2 separate regions of the Ovis aries genome follow, and region 1 is linked to region 2. Evidence: chromatin contacts called from public Hi-C data. All regions are on one chromosome and are shown on one strand. Each heading gives the region's core, a stretch centred on a gene start, on an enhancer-like site or on the middle of the called end of the contact. The rest is flanking DNA. Distances are from core to core; before and after follow the strand shown. Region 1 has its middle 16 kb from the start of RAB14. Region 2 holds the start of GSN (gelsolin).

The links. A called contact is a pair of places that touch in the nucleus more often than the background predicts.
Region 1: a Hi-C map of blood shows a contact between it and region 2, with 1.8 times the contacts expected there. The contact joins the enhancer-like site here to the promoter of GSN in region 2. A contact is called at or near these places in 5 of 16 Hi-C or Micro-C datasets (blood, hypothalamus, skin fibroblasts and 1 more).

Annotation. Positions count from the first base shown.
Region 1 is chr2:2,325,126-2,331,560 of ARS-UI_Ramb_v3.0, reverse strand. No RefSeq gene overlaps it. Among named protein-coding and RNA genes, the nearest start is that of RAB14, 16 kb to the left of the region's middle. Within about 2 kb of position 2,505, at least 5 of the 54 cell types and tissues checked have an H3K27ac peak or open chromatin away from gene starts, as enhancers often do.
Region 2 is chr2:2,266,318-2,273,267 of ARS-UI_Ramb_v3.0, reverse strand. GSN (gelsolin) reads left to right here and starts at 3,528. Exons shown (of 17, transcript NM_001246006.1): 1 at 3,528-3,618.

The DNA of each region.
Region 1 (6,435 bases), core at 1,256-3,755, 59 kb before region 2:
TTGGCCAGCAGAGCCCCCGCGTTTCACAGATGGGGACACTGAGGTCCAAGCTACACCAGAGCACAGCTGCCTCCAAAAATATAAGACAGGGCCTTCCCTGGAGGCCCAGTGGCTAAGACTCCACACTTCCACTGCAGGGACACTGGTTCGATCCCTGGTTGGGGAACTAAGATCCCACATGCTGTGCAGCATAGCAAAAATAAAAATAATAATACTAAAAATACGTAAGAGCGTTCATCAATGAATGAACGGATCGATGAATGAGAAGATAAGCTGGCAAGGACTTTGGATCCAGACAGAAACACAAACCTGTGTATCAACCGTGTAGCTTCGCTGTTGAGTAGCTTGACCAGGCTGCTGACCCCCTGCGCCTGTTGTGCCGCCCTCTTTCCTCACCTCAGTGGGGAAGGGGAGAGAGAACCAGGGATAATAGCAACACCTGCTTCATGGGGTGTTGTGAGGATTCAGTGAGCTCGGACATAAAGTGCTCAGCCAGGTACCTGGCACCTAGCTGATGTGCTCTCTTATTTATAATCCAGGTCTCAGTCATGGAACCTTTCTGAGCCTCAGTGTTCTCACCGACAGAGTGAGAATTTTACATAGCACTGGGGGGAGGACTCAATGGCACCTCATAAACAAGCCCTCAACATAGGACCCGGCTCGGGATAGTGGTATAAAGTGCAGTCTGCAATAATAGGGACTTCCCTGGTGGCCCAGTGGCTAAGACTCCGCGATTCCAATGCAAGGGGCCTGGGTTCAACCCCTGGTCAGGGAACTAGATCCCACATGCTGCAACTAAGGGTTCACGCAGCACAGCTGAAGATCCCGCATCCCGCAGCTGAGACTCGGGCAGCCAGTTCAGTAATCGTCATTATTCTCACTTCACTCCCATGCGTGAAGTCAAGAATAACTGTTTCTAAGAGCGCAGCTTTTCACGCGCACACACACCCTTGTTACTGCGTTAGTTGAGACCTCTCGTCTCCCCTGGGCTATTGCTGCAGTCTCCACCTTGAGGGGAATGACGGATGCCGGCTGGCTGGAGGCTCCCCTCCAGGGGGCACCCTTCCTCAGCTCCAGACAATTGCCAGGGGGCAGAGAGGTTCCGGGTTGAATCTGTGTCCTGTAGCTGCTGTAGCCACGAGCTGGCACTTAAAACGACAGACACGTGTTCTCCCACAGTGTTGGGAGTTAGAGTCTGAAATCAAGGTGTGGCGGGGCCCTGTACCCTCTGAGGCGGGGTCAGATCCTTCCTTGACCCTTCTGGCTTCCGGGGGTCAATGCTTGCTGCTCCTTGGCTGACACCTGCGTCGCTCCCCTCTCCGCCCCCACCACCAGCCACGTGGCATTCTCCCTACTGGGCATCTGCATCGCTTCTCTTCTTATCAGAACATCAGTCACATTTGATTCAGGGCCTGTCCTGTTCCAGTAAGACTCCATCTTAATTTACATCTTAACTGCATCTGCAAAGACCCTGTTTCCAAGTAAGTTGAAGTCAGGCACCACAAGTTTGCACTTCAACAAATCTTGTTGGGGGGATGCAATCAACCAACACTTGTTGAAAGGTTTTTTTGAAAACTGAAATTTTGTGAGCTCTTTCAGTTTATCAGTATTTATACATAGAGTATATCAGCATAATTTTCTTTTATTAGTTTCTGTGAAATTAATATATTATAAATTATATAACTATTATCTAGATTCAAATCATATCAATAAATTATTGATTACATTATGAATCTAAATTATTTATAATTTCTGAACTATTAGAACAGTTAATTTTTTAAAAATAGCTACACAAGTCAAAGAACACGTCCCCGTAGACATGAGAGGCCTGCGCCCTTGCGCGTGCCAAGTTGCTTCAGTCGTGTCTGACTCTTTGCGACTCTCTTAAGACCAGGCAGCTACACCTGAGCACAGACTTTAGCACAGACTGTAGCCCACCAGGCTCCTCTGTCCATGGATTCTCCAGGCAAGAATACTAGAGTGGGTTGCCATGCCCTCTTCCAGAGGATCTTCCTGATCCAGGGATTGAACCCGCGTCTCTTATGTCTCCTGCATGGGCAGGTGGGTTCTTTACCACAAGTGCCACCTGGAAAGCCAGAAGGCGCACGGGCCATGCCTTTTCGACCCCGGCCTCGTGGACTCCAGGGTGGTCTTTCTACTAAGCAAGATGACGCTGTTGCTGCCTCTGTGATGGGCTGCAGCTGTCGTCAGCGGCTTCGGTCACCTCTCTCCTACGGCCCCTGGCGCAGTCTGCACTCAGCTGTAGCTGTCTCGTCTTAATCTGACCCAGAACAGACCTTCGCGGCCGGCTTCTGTGTTTCCTCCAAGAACGATCCCATCTTCCCCCTTCCCCATCCCCACCAACCCACGCACCACCACCACCCTCCCCGCCGCTGCCCTCCCCCGCCCCCGCCCCGTTTTCTCCGCTTCTCATCACGCAAGGCCCAGCTCAACGGCCACTTCCTCTCTGAAACCCGCCAGGCGCGACACTGTCTCCCGCCCTTAGATCCACAGTATCTTGCTTCTGCATTTTGGAGCGCTTCTCCCACCTCGCCTGGGATCATAGTGAGGTTGTGCTATTAACTTCCTCTCCCACTAGGGCAGGAGCTCCCAGAAGTCAGGAGCACGCCTTGGTCGTTGTGTCCGTTTACCAGGCCTGTAACAAAGATTTCTTGCTTGACCAAACCCTAGTCAGCCCTCGGCACCTGCTCCTAGGCGCATCTCTGCACTTCCCTCTAAAATCTGCTTTCAGCCAGAACCCTGCTAAGTCAGTTTAACCCAAATCCCCAACCCTCGATATCTGATCAGGTTGCTTATCCTCTGCCATCTCTCAAGTGATGTCTGATTATCCCAGCCCGCCTTCAGCAAAAATCCTGTTCGGCTGCTCTAACCAGAATTCCTCTTACCCTTGATATTTCCTCCCAGTAATTTTCCATCCACTGACCCCACCCTGCTCCCTGACTATAAATTCCCACTTGCCCGTGCTGTGTTTGAGTTTAGCCCAGTCTCTCTCCCGCATCGGGAGACCCCAGTGTAATCCCTGTGCCTGTCAGTATGGCCCTGCATGGCATCTGCCTTGCTGTCTTTAACAAATACCATTGAGTTTTTTTCTTTAACATCTTCCATAACGAAGATCACAGACTGGGCAGCTCACAGAGCAGAAATTCATTTTCCTCACAACCGTAGAGACTGCGAATCTGAAATCAAGAGTTGATTCCTTCGGAGGCCTCTCTCCTTGGCTTGTAGGTGGACGTCATCCGTGGTCCTCTCTGTGTGTCTGTACCCTAAGCTTCCTCTTCCTGTAAGGACACCGGTCAGATTAGCGTGTGTGTGTGTCTTCAGTCAGTTCCGACTCTGTGGCCCCAGGTCCTGCAGCCTGCCGGGCGCCTCTGTCCATGGGACTCTCCCGGCGAGAACACTGGCGTGGGTTGCCATGCCCTCCTCCAGGGGATCTCCCTGACCCAGGCACCAAACCCACGTCTCTCGCATCTTCTCCATTGGCAGGCAGGTTCTTTGCCTCTGAGCCACATGGGAAGCCCTATGTTGGGCTATGGCCCACGCCAGTGACTTTATTTTAGCTTAATTACCTCTTTAAAGACTCTGTTTCCAAATGTAGCCGATTTCTGAGGTACTGGGGGACAGGACTTCAGCACAGGAATTTGTGAGGGGACACAGGTGGTGCTCTGTTAAAGAGACCGCCCGCCCGTGCAGGAAACAGAGACCCAGGTTCGATCCCCGGGTGGGGAAGGTCCCCTGGGGAGGGCCTGGCAGCCCGCTCCAGGATTCCTGCCTGGAGAGGAGTCTCATGGGCAGAGGAGCCCGGCGGGCTACTGTCCTTGGGGTTGCAAAGAGCAGAACAGAACTGAATTGACGCAGCAGCAGCAGCAGCAGCGGAATTCAGCCGGTTAACAGGCATCTACTTAAAATTTTAAAATGTTAAGAATACAGAAATGTGTGAGTATTATTATCTCAGTTACAGGTAAAATAAAGTCCCCCTTTCCCTTCCACTTCACTCAACTGCGGACACTGCCACCAGAGCCGTTTGTAAGCTTTTATAAATACGGGTGCACGTACGTAAAGAATAGCTTTGCCGGTGTTTGTTTTCTTTCATCTAAATAAGATCACATTTTCTATATTTTTTGCAAATCGTCATCTTGCTATTTTCTTCATGTATATAGCCACCCCACCTCCTGCCCAGACCCAGAGTTTAGCTACGGTGGTTAAGCATATTCAGAACCTTTGTTGAAATACTGGAAAGAATGAAGGCATGGAGAATGGGTCTGTTCTGTGTTTTCTGGCAGTCATCTGATATTATAGTGTCATTTTCTCATTACTGCAAAGCAGTAATTATAATACTCATCTCCTTAGGTCCGTAATACCACATATAACCATCAAGACACCTCAGTGTTTGCAGGACCAGAATGACGGGTTCAGATGGCTTAATTTCATTTTAAATCTTTTCTGAAATTTGTTGCCAATCTGTCCATGAAACAAAGTATATTCCACAAAATTCATTAGGCACTGTCTAGGAAATAAGCTGCCAGGGGAAAAAGAGAGAGAGAGGGAGAAATAGTTGCCTTTTAGCTCTTGGGAGCATAATTTCTGAAGGGTGTGTGGAGGCATCTCTTTGTAGCAATGACTGAAGTTTACTCATTCTCTCTTGTTGCTTCATAGCAGCACCACGGGACGGGGTAGACTGTTTATGTCATTCAGAGGTTACCGTTCACTTTAATGGGCTTTCCTGGTGACTCAGATGATAAAGAATCTGCCTGCAATGCAGGAGACCTGGGTTTAGTCCCTGGGTCCGGAAGGGAATGGCTACCCCCACTCCAGCGTTCTTGCCAGGAGAATCCCATGGACAGAGGAGCCTGGTGGGGTCACAAAGAGTCAGACAGAGCTGAGCGACTCAAACTTGAATGCTCAACCAGTCCTGTCTGAGCAATATCTTTATTCAGTTTCACTTCCTTGATAATTCTGAGAGCCTGAGGAATGCTTCCATTTTCCACAAATCCACGTCGTGGAAGTTAATTCTGTTGACCATGCAGCCTTCGTCTGATCACTCTCCCCCTCTTCACTAAAGCAAAGACCCAAGCTGTTCATTCAGATCCCCAAAGCAAATCTAATATCTGAAGGTTCAGCTTAACGAATTTTACCAAAGCGTTTCTAATAGCATCAGACTTTCCCGGTAGCTCAGATGGTAAAGAATTTGCCAGCACTGCAGGAGAGCCATGTTCAATCCCTGGGTCAGGAAGATCTCCTGGAGAAGGGAATGGCTACCCACTCCAGTATTCTTGACTGGAGAATTCCATGGACGGAGCAGCCTGTGGGCTACAGTCTGTGGCGGTGCAATGAATTGGACATGATTGAGCAAGCAACACTTTCACTTTCATTTTTTTTCCCTAATAGCATCTCTATCATCCTCGCCTTTATCGCCATTATTACCGGAGGTAATGCATCCTGTCAATATATCCCTTTTGCAAACGAGGACTCTGAGTTTCAGAGAGGTTGAGAAACTTTCCCAAGGTTATTCAGCTAATGGGTCAGGGAGCAGGTCTCAAAGCACTGTCCAGAGTTTGGCTGGGATCACTGGTAGAGCCAGAGCACACTTGAGCTGTTTCACAAAGGCGCTAAGTAACTGAACTGCATAGTGAGATAGTTATTCTATTTTCAGTTACCTTTCATTTCCTTCTGATTAAATCAGGAAAGCCTCAGGTTGCTGCTAATAGCTTTTAAAAGTTCTCTAACACGTGCCGATCACCCAGAGCGCAAGCAACAGAATCGAGCTGGAATTTTATGACACTACTTTGCTTTCCTTGTATTTATTTTTAGGAAAAGAATATCGATTTCCCATGCAGGTAGCTATATAAATGCTCTTTATATATTTAAATTATTGTAAGTGAGTAGATTTACAGAAAATGTTGGGTTAACCGTAGTGTGGCGAGTTCACTGAAACGGCAAAAACTGTGAGGTTTGAGGCCTCAAGTCTGGGGAAGAGTGCGTGTTAATAAGGAGGAACTAAAGAGTGGCCTGGCCTCTCCAGTCCCAAGGGACCACCTCTCTCCTCCGTGGCTGGCAGGAGGCCCGAGAAGAGGCCCCTCAACCCAGCCCAGCTCCAGCCCCAGGCAGAACCGGTTAACCAGTTAACATCTTAATATTCCAGACCCACCTGGAGCACAGCCTTCCCTTTCTGCTGGCTTAGGGTCCCAACTTCTCCATTTCAAGGGGGATTTCCAACTCTCTTTGCATAACAAAAGTCCCCTAGACACTGTCTTCCTTCAAGCAAACAAAAAGAGCAGCCAGGTTTCCCTCCAATGCACTTAAACGCCCGGCGGTCTGCGAAAGGCCTGGTTGCATTGCGCTCAGTCCATCGGTTGTGTCCGACTCTTTGCGACCCCATGGACTGCAGCACGCCAGGCTTCCCTGTCCTTCACCATC
Region 2 (6,950 bases), core at 2,279-4,778:
CTAGTAAGCAAGAGGCCCAGCTTGAAATCTAGTGAGCCAAGCTATCGGGGAGGCGGCCTGACTTGGTGGCAGCTGCTCAGGCACCTTAGCCGTGTGACCCTGAGCACAGTACTTCACCTCTCTGAACTTGTGTTCTTCCTTCAAAAGACAGGGACTATGAAAGCTGCCCACTGAGCTGTGAGGATGAGACACGATGTATGTAAGGAACCAGCACTTGGTAGGTGCTCAGAAAATGACAACTCGTGTCATTTGAACCCTTCTGGCGTTGCCTGGCAGATCACACGCCCTCACCAAATCTGACTGGAGGAGGAAATGGCAACCCACTCCAGTGTTCTTGCCTGGAAAATCTCAGGGACAGAGGAGCCTGGTGGGCTGCAGTCCATAGGGTTGCAGAGAATTAACACACACACACACGCCAAGTCTGAGGGTCCTCTCAGCGATCTGGAAACAGTCTTTTAGAAGAAAAACACCTCTGTTCCCGCTTTCCTCAGTCACCCCTTCACCCCCGCAGGGCAGAAAGCTCCTCTTTAGCCAGGGGTTCCTGATGCTTATACCCCTTCACTAATGGCAAGCTCTCTACCCACCCTTCGGTGGGCGGGCAGCTCTAAGATCTAACCCAGCGAATGGGCTTCACAGGAGCCCCAGGCAAGGATGCTGATTACTAGAAGCCCCTCGAGGGCTCCGTGCACCACGTGGGCAGCGGACTAAAGCCAGTGGTTTACAGACCTTGTTTCTAAGTTGTGGCGGCCTTAAGGTCCAAAATGGAAAACAGACCGACTTGGAGTTAGCTAGGGTTAACTATTCTTGCCTGGGAAATCCCAGGGACAAAGGAGCCTGGCGTCCTTGGGGTCGCAGAGTTGGACACGACTTAGCGATTAAACAGCAACAGTTCTGTGAATCTGAAATTCGAGGGCTCCCTGTGTCCGGAGCGCAGGAAAGCGTGTAATGCTCTTTTTGTCCACAGGTGACAGCACCTGCGCCCTTCGCCGTCTCTGTGAACGTCTTTGCATGAGTGTTTACGCACGTGTGCACACACGTGAACACGCGTGTGGTTTACTAGTTTCTGCCTTCGTTGAATCTTGGGGTGGCCCTAGGCTAGACTCTGGGGTACAGGGGAGCGGGTCTTAGTCTGATGGGGGAGGCAGACTTGGAAACAGTGTAATAGTGTGGCAGGGAGGTGGGCCGAGGCTCAGAGGAGCTCAGCCTCACGGGGAAGGGGAGGTTAGAGATGAGTGCTTGCAGGAAACCTGGGCTTGATCATGAGCGGAAGGAGAAAAGAACGGGGATGGAAGAGAGCTCGGGAACAGAGGAGACAGTCTGTGCAAAGATTACAGGGAGATTTAAGGGCCAGCGCAGCTGCGCCTGGCTGGAGCTTGGAGGGGTGTGGGTGGAGGACGGAACTGGGGAGGGCTGAGGCTCAAGACTGATGAGGGCAGGTCATAAAAGGCGCGGAGGGTTAAAGGGCCGCTGAGGACTTTGGGTTTTACCTGGGGGCCATCAGGGAGTCACCGCTGAGTCTGCACAGAGGAGCAACGTGGTCTGGAGGGGAGGAGGGACGAGGTGGGAGGACGGGTAGGAGGCACAGCAGTCTCTCCAGTGAGAGGCTGAGGGGCCTGGACCAACATGTTGGCAGAGTCGGAGTAGGGAGCGGTGGTGCGCTTGGTGTTGGGAGGCGCAGGTGACGGGGCAGGGGAGGCTGAAGAGGATGCCGGGCGTCCTGGACGGGGGATGGTGGTGCTGATGCTGAGATGCGGAACCTTGAGCGTAAAACAGGTTGCCCTTGGGAACAATTACAGCACCGCCAGAGAGGGTGAGGTGAGATGTGGAGGTGTGTCGAAGAGAAGGGGGCTGGACATGAAAGGTTCATCCTCACGGAGTTGGCGGAAAGTGGGAACTCCCTGATCATTGCGGGAGCCCAGCTCTGTGTTCATCCACCCTACGGAGCGGGGAAGTTTCTACAGAACTCTTTGAAGGGAGCCCATGAAGGTGGCCCTTGACTCCAGGTCCTAGGGCCCAGAGGAGCACCCAGCCTCTTTCTAGACCTCTTCTGTGCGCTGGTGCCACTCACGATGTAGAAACCCCCAGGAATGTCTGGGCCGTCTACTGTCAGCTAAGAATAGGGTTCACTTGCGTCTTAACCCAGGGAGCCCGCAGGGCCCCGCTGCCTTTGGGATCTTGGAGTCTCTCCGCCTGGCTCAGAGAAGCTGGTTTGGGCAGAGCCCTTTTCCAGTTCAGGCAGGAGCCAGTTTGCTGGCGGCTCCCTGAATGTGGCCGACTGGGAGTCTGGGAGAGACGAAGGGTGAAGACCCAGGGTGTCTCTGAAAGTGTGAGCGCTGAAAGACTGGGGCTGCACAGACTGCTCTGGGTGCGCGCGGGCTGGCCCTGCGTTTGGTCACCCAGCTTACACCCACGGGTCCTCCTGTTGGCCGGGTCACTTGCCAGGCCTGAGGCTTCAGAGGCAAAGCAACTTAATGGAGCCCATGGTCTCATGGGCGAGAAAGACTCGTCAGCGTATAATGGCAATACAGTCTTGCAAGAGTGGAGCAACGCGAGGCATAGAGGTGGGAATATGGCATGTAAGCAGCTTGCGTAAGTACAGCATGAGAAAGATAACACTTTACAGAAACAGACTTAAGAGTTAAGCGATAGAGTAAGGTGACAGACAGACATTATTCAAAATCCTTGTCGTATTTTATCTCATTTGATCTTCATAAGAGTTCGGACCCGATTGAGCGACTTTACTTATTCACTCACTCTCTCGATGACCTCATGGGGTAGGTTAGGTAGGTTCTAATACCTACCTTATAATTCCTGTCTTACGGAGAAGTGAACTGAGGCTCAGAAAGGTGACGTAACTTGATTGTTACATGTTAGTTAAATGAAGGGCCCTTTTGTCTAACCTCACGATCTTAAGCCACAGCTCTGAACCTGACCATAAGCTGAATTCAGTCATACAGTGGGGTTACCTTAAATGCTCATGGGATTTTCGGCTGTATTAATAGAGGCATGGTATCTAGAATGATGGAGGTGAGAGTTCTGCTTGCCCTGCCCTGAAGAGAGCTCATCCAAGTGTTCAGTTCTGGGTCTTGCGCTGTCAGTAGGGACAGGGTTCATTTGAAGTAGATCAGGGAAGCCAGGGGAGGGAACCAGACACCTTGATCTCAGGAAGAGCTGGAGCAAAGGGGTAGAAGACGCGAGGGCCTGGGGTTTCCGTCTTCAAGTCTCCGAGGAGCCCCTGGGAAACGGGGTGCCAGACCTGCTCCGGGTGAGCCCAGAGGGCAGAGTTAGGGCCGGTGCGTAACGGGGCACGGGCAGAGAATTCCAGCACGTCCCAGTGAGGGTTCTTTTAACCAGCTGGACTCTTGAATAGAAGGTTTGCAGCCTTGGCAGGAAGTGCTGGAGGTGCGCAGGCAGGGGCATGTGCCCTGGATGGGGGGTGAGGGGGCTGGGGAGGAGCTGGAGCATGAAATGGGCTCTGACCAGATGACCTTGAGCCCCTGAGCCTGGGAGTCTTGACCCTCTCTTTACAGGTGGTACTGGGAACCCCCCGAGCCGCGCTTCCACAGTGGTGCCGAGCCCTTCCGAGGGAGCCGCCCTCTTCACTCACAGCCCCACGAGGTAGGTAGAGCAGTGCAGCCACCGCTGGGCCCTCCTAAACCCAGCCTGGCTGCCGGGGGCTCTGGATGGGCCTGGGGAAGCAGCCTCCGGGCGCCACACGTGGATGCAAAGTCAGTCCCTGGGGCTCTTCTCGTAAAGCTCAGAGAGCACTCTGCCCTTGCCTCACCTGCTCCTCACCTAGAGAGGGAGGCCAGGCAAGCGTGATCCCTTGGGGAAGAGGCACGAAGCCGTCTGGGTGCCAGGACTCCTGGGGCCCCCCCTTGGCTGTGCTGCTCCTGCGCTGGGTGACGGTAGGAAAGTGCTTGTAGCGCCTCGGTGGGAGGGTGGACTCCTGTGAGGAGGAGGTGCAGGATTCTTTGGAAGGGTGAGAAAGGCTGGGGTGTGGCTGCCAAGGCTCCGGGCTTGCTGACCGGAGGAGGAGTGAGAAGGGTGAGTCACAGGGAAGGCGCATGAGTCACACTCACCTGGGATGGCTGGCAGGGCGGGGCCCACCTGACTATCAGATTCGCCGCCGCAGGAGGTGGAGAGGCAGGGCACGGAGTGCAGAGTCCTCTGGCCAGAGCAGGAGACCTGGCTCAGGTCCCCGCTCGGGCCTCAGTTTCTCTGCCTGTGAAATGGGTGCATTGGTCTCCTCCACCCACCTACAAGGCTGTGGTGCAGACTGCATAAGCTCACAGATGCCAAAGGGCTTTGTGAGCTGGAGAAAGGGGAAGGATCATCACTAGGGGGATAACCCAGCTTCCAGTGCTGAAACAGAGAGACGCGAGTTTCGGATAGTAACTGTGTGGAAAGCCTGGGAAACACTCCCCTGGGTCATGACATCACCCTTGACCGCCGAAAGGAGAAGGGGCCGAGTACCTCCAGGGCTTACTCATCCTGCAGCCCGGCTGGCTTCCAGGCGGTGACATGACAAGCTGACCACAGTTGGTGCTGTTCCTCTTTCCCCAAGCTCAGATGCAAGAGCCTTCCGATGCTGGGACTCCCATAGAGGGGGACCAGCCGCCTCCCAAGGGCACGAGACGAAGGGGCCTCCCCCAGCTGCCCAGATGGACCGGCGGGGCCCGCCTTGGCTCTAATGCTCTCGAGTCTGAGACTCAGAGCCTTGACAGCTCCCAAAGCCCCATGGCCTGAGCGCTGTGTCCCCATAAAGGGTTGTACTCTCTGCATGCTTTGGCAAGTGACACAGGAACCATCTTCTGCTTTCCCACTTCCGCAGAAGGGCGCAGCCGCTGAGCGCGTCAGCTGAGGGCCCTCTGCATCTTCACCGTCCCGCCGTCCCTGTGCTGGGCCCCGCCTTTTGCCCACTCCCCAGTGACCCTTCCGTGTCCACGCCTCCTGGTGTTTCCTCAGCTCTCCATGCCCCAGCTCGCTGGAGCCCCGGGTGCCTCCTCCTCCTCCTCGAAGCTCGCTCTCGTTTTCGCTTCTGGCAGGCTGCACCGTTCACTTTAATCTCCTACTTCTCCAGCCTCCTTAACTGGGGCCCTGTTTTTTTTTCCCTCAAATGCTCACAGGAGTCTGACTGCTTCCTCTCTGGTGAAACAGAGGTTCATTCACCCATTCACATGTGCATGAGCGTGTGCCTTCACGGGACAGATATTTATTTAGGCCCTGGACTGGGGGTCGGAGAATCAGCAAAGAATGAGGTTTTCCTAGCCCTCGTGGGTCTTACCGTCTTGGGTCTTATATAAGTTATTATTATTGTTGTTTAGTTGCTAAGTTGTGTCCAACTCTTTGCTACCAAGGCCTGTAGCCTGCCAGGCTCCTCTGTCCATGGAATTCTTCAGGCCAGAATACTGGAGTGGATATCCATTCCCTTCTCCAGGGGATCTTCCCACACCAGGGATTGAACCCAGGTCTCCTGCATAGGCCAGCAGATTCTTTATGCTGAGCCACAAACTCCTCCCTTCTTCAGCTGCGAAGGAGGGGCCAGCGTTAGGAGAGCAGAGGGGACTGCGAGGGTGTGACGGGCTCTTGTCTGGACAGATGAAGGAGGCCTCCCCGAGAACGCTCAGACCGAAGATGGAAGGGACAGTGTGAGCGGGGGACAGTGTGAGGGAGAGGAAGGAGCTGGGAGAAAGAGCACGGCGCAGGGAGAGGGGCCTGGAGACCAGGCGGCGCCTCCTGGGGGCCTTGGTTAGGGTTTGGAGTTTTATCTAGACCCCTGGGGAGGCACTGGAGGTTTTGAAGTAGGGGAGAGTTTTGCCCCAATTTCAGGATTGGAACCCTTGAAAGAGACAGTCGCCAAGTCCCACCCTGATGAGCCCCGAGGCTGTAATTTTTGGCTCTTCCACACTGTGGCGTCCTGACGCTGTGCCTCAGGACGAGGCTTGGTGTCGGGCAGTCCTGGAGATGTGTCCTTTCCAGCATTCTCTGGGCTCCTTGTGGGTTTTCATTGTCGAGCTTCTGCCCTGGAGAGTGGAGGTGAATCAAACCTGGGGGCCCTGGGAGATCCAGACTTGTGCTGGCTGTTGCCTGAGGCCCCGGGAGCCTCAGAGGGCTTCCCCCGAGTCTAGCGCTCTGCTGAGGGGTTGGCAAGGGAGGCAAGTCCAGGCAAGGGAGGTGCGCCTGCAAAAGCTCAGCCCCCTGGGGGGTGCCTCTGTGTTTGGGAGCTAGTGGGCAGAGTGGCTAAAGAGGCTTTGAGTGCAGGGTCCTGACCCTCTGGATGCCAGGAGCCACGGCAGGTCTTGAGTTGAGGAGCTGCTTGAGTAGTGAGACGTGAGAACAATCCGTTGGTGGGATGCAGAGGGGGTTGGAGAGAATGAGTGTCACTGAGCGTGGCCTCTTCCCTGCCACCCACCTACACGCGCAGTAAATGGCTCTGGGCCCATCTCTCTCCTGCCCCCGTCAGTTCACTCCCCTGGTCTCTCTCCTGCCCCCCGTGGGTTCACTCCCCTGGTCTCTCTCCTGCCCCGTTGGTTCGCTCCCCTGGTCTCTCTCCTGCCCCCCGTGGGTTCGCTCCCCTGGTCTCTCTCCTGCCCCGTTGGTTCGCTCCCCTGGTCTCTCTCCTGCCCCGTTGGTTCGCTCCCCTGGTCTCTCTCCTGCCCCCGTGGGTTCGCTCCCCTGGTCTCTCTCCTGCCCCCGTGGGTTCACTCCCCTGGTCTCTCTCCTGTCCCTGCTGGTTCACTCCCCTGGTCTCTCTCCTGCCCCCGTGGGTTCGCTCCCCTGGTCTCTCTCCTGTCCCTGCCGGTTCGCTCCCCTGGTCTCTCTCCTGCCCCCCGTGGGTTCACTCCCCTGGTCTCTCTCCTGTCCCTGCCAGTTCACTCCCCTGGTCTCTCTCCTGTCCCTGCCGGTTCGTCCCCCCCGTTGACCAGCCCTCCTCGGTTGTTTCACTG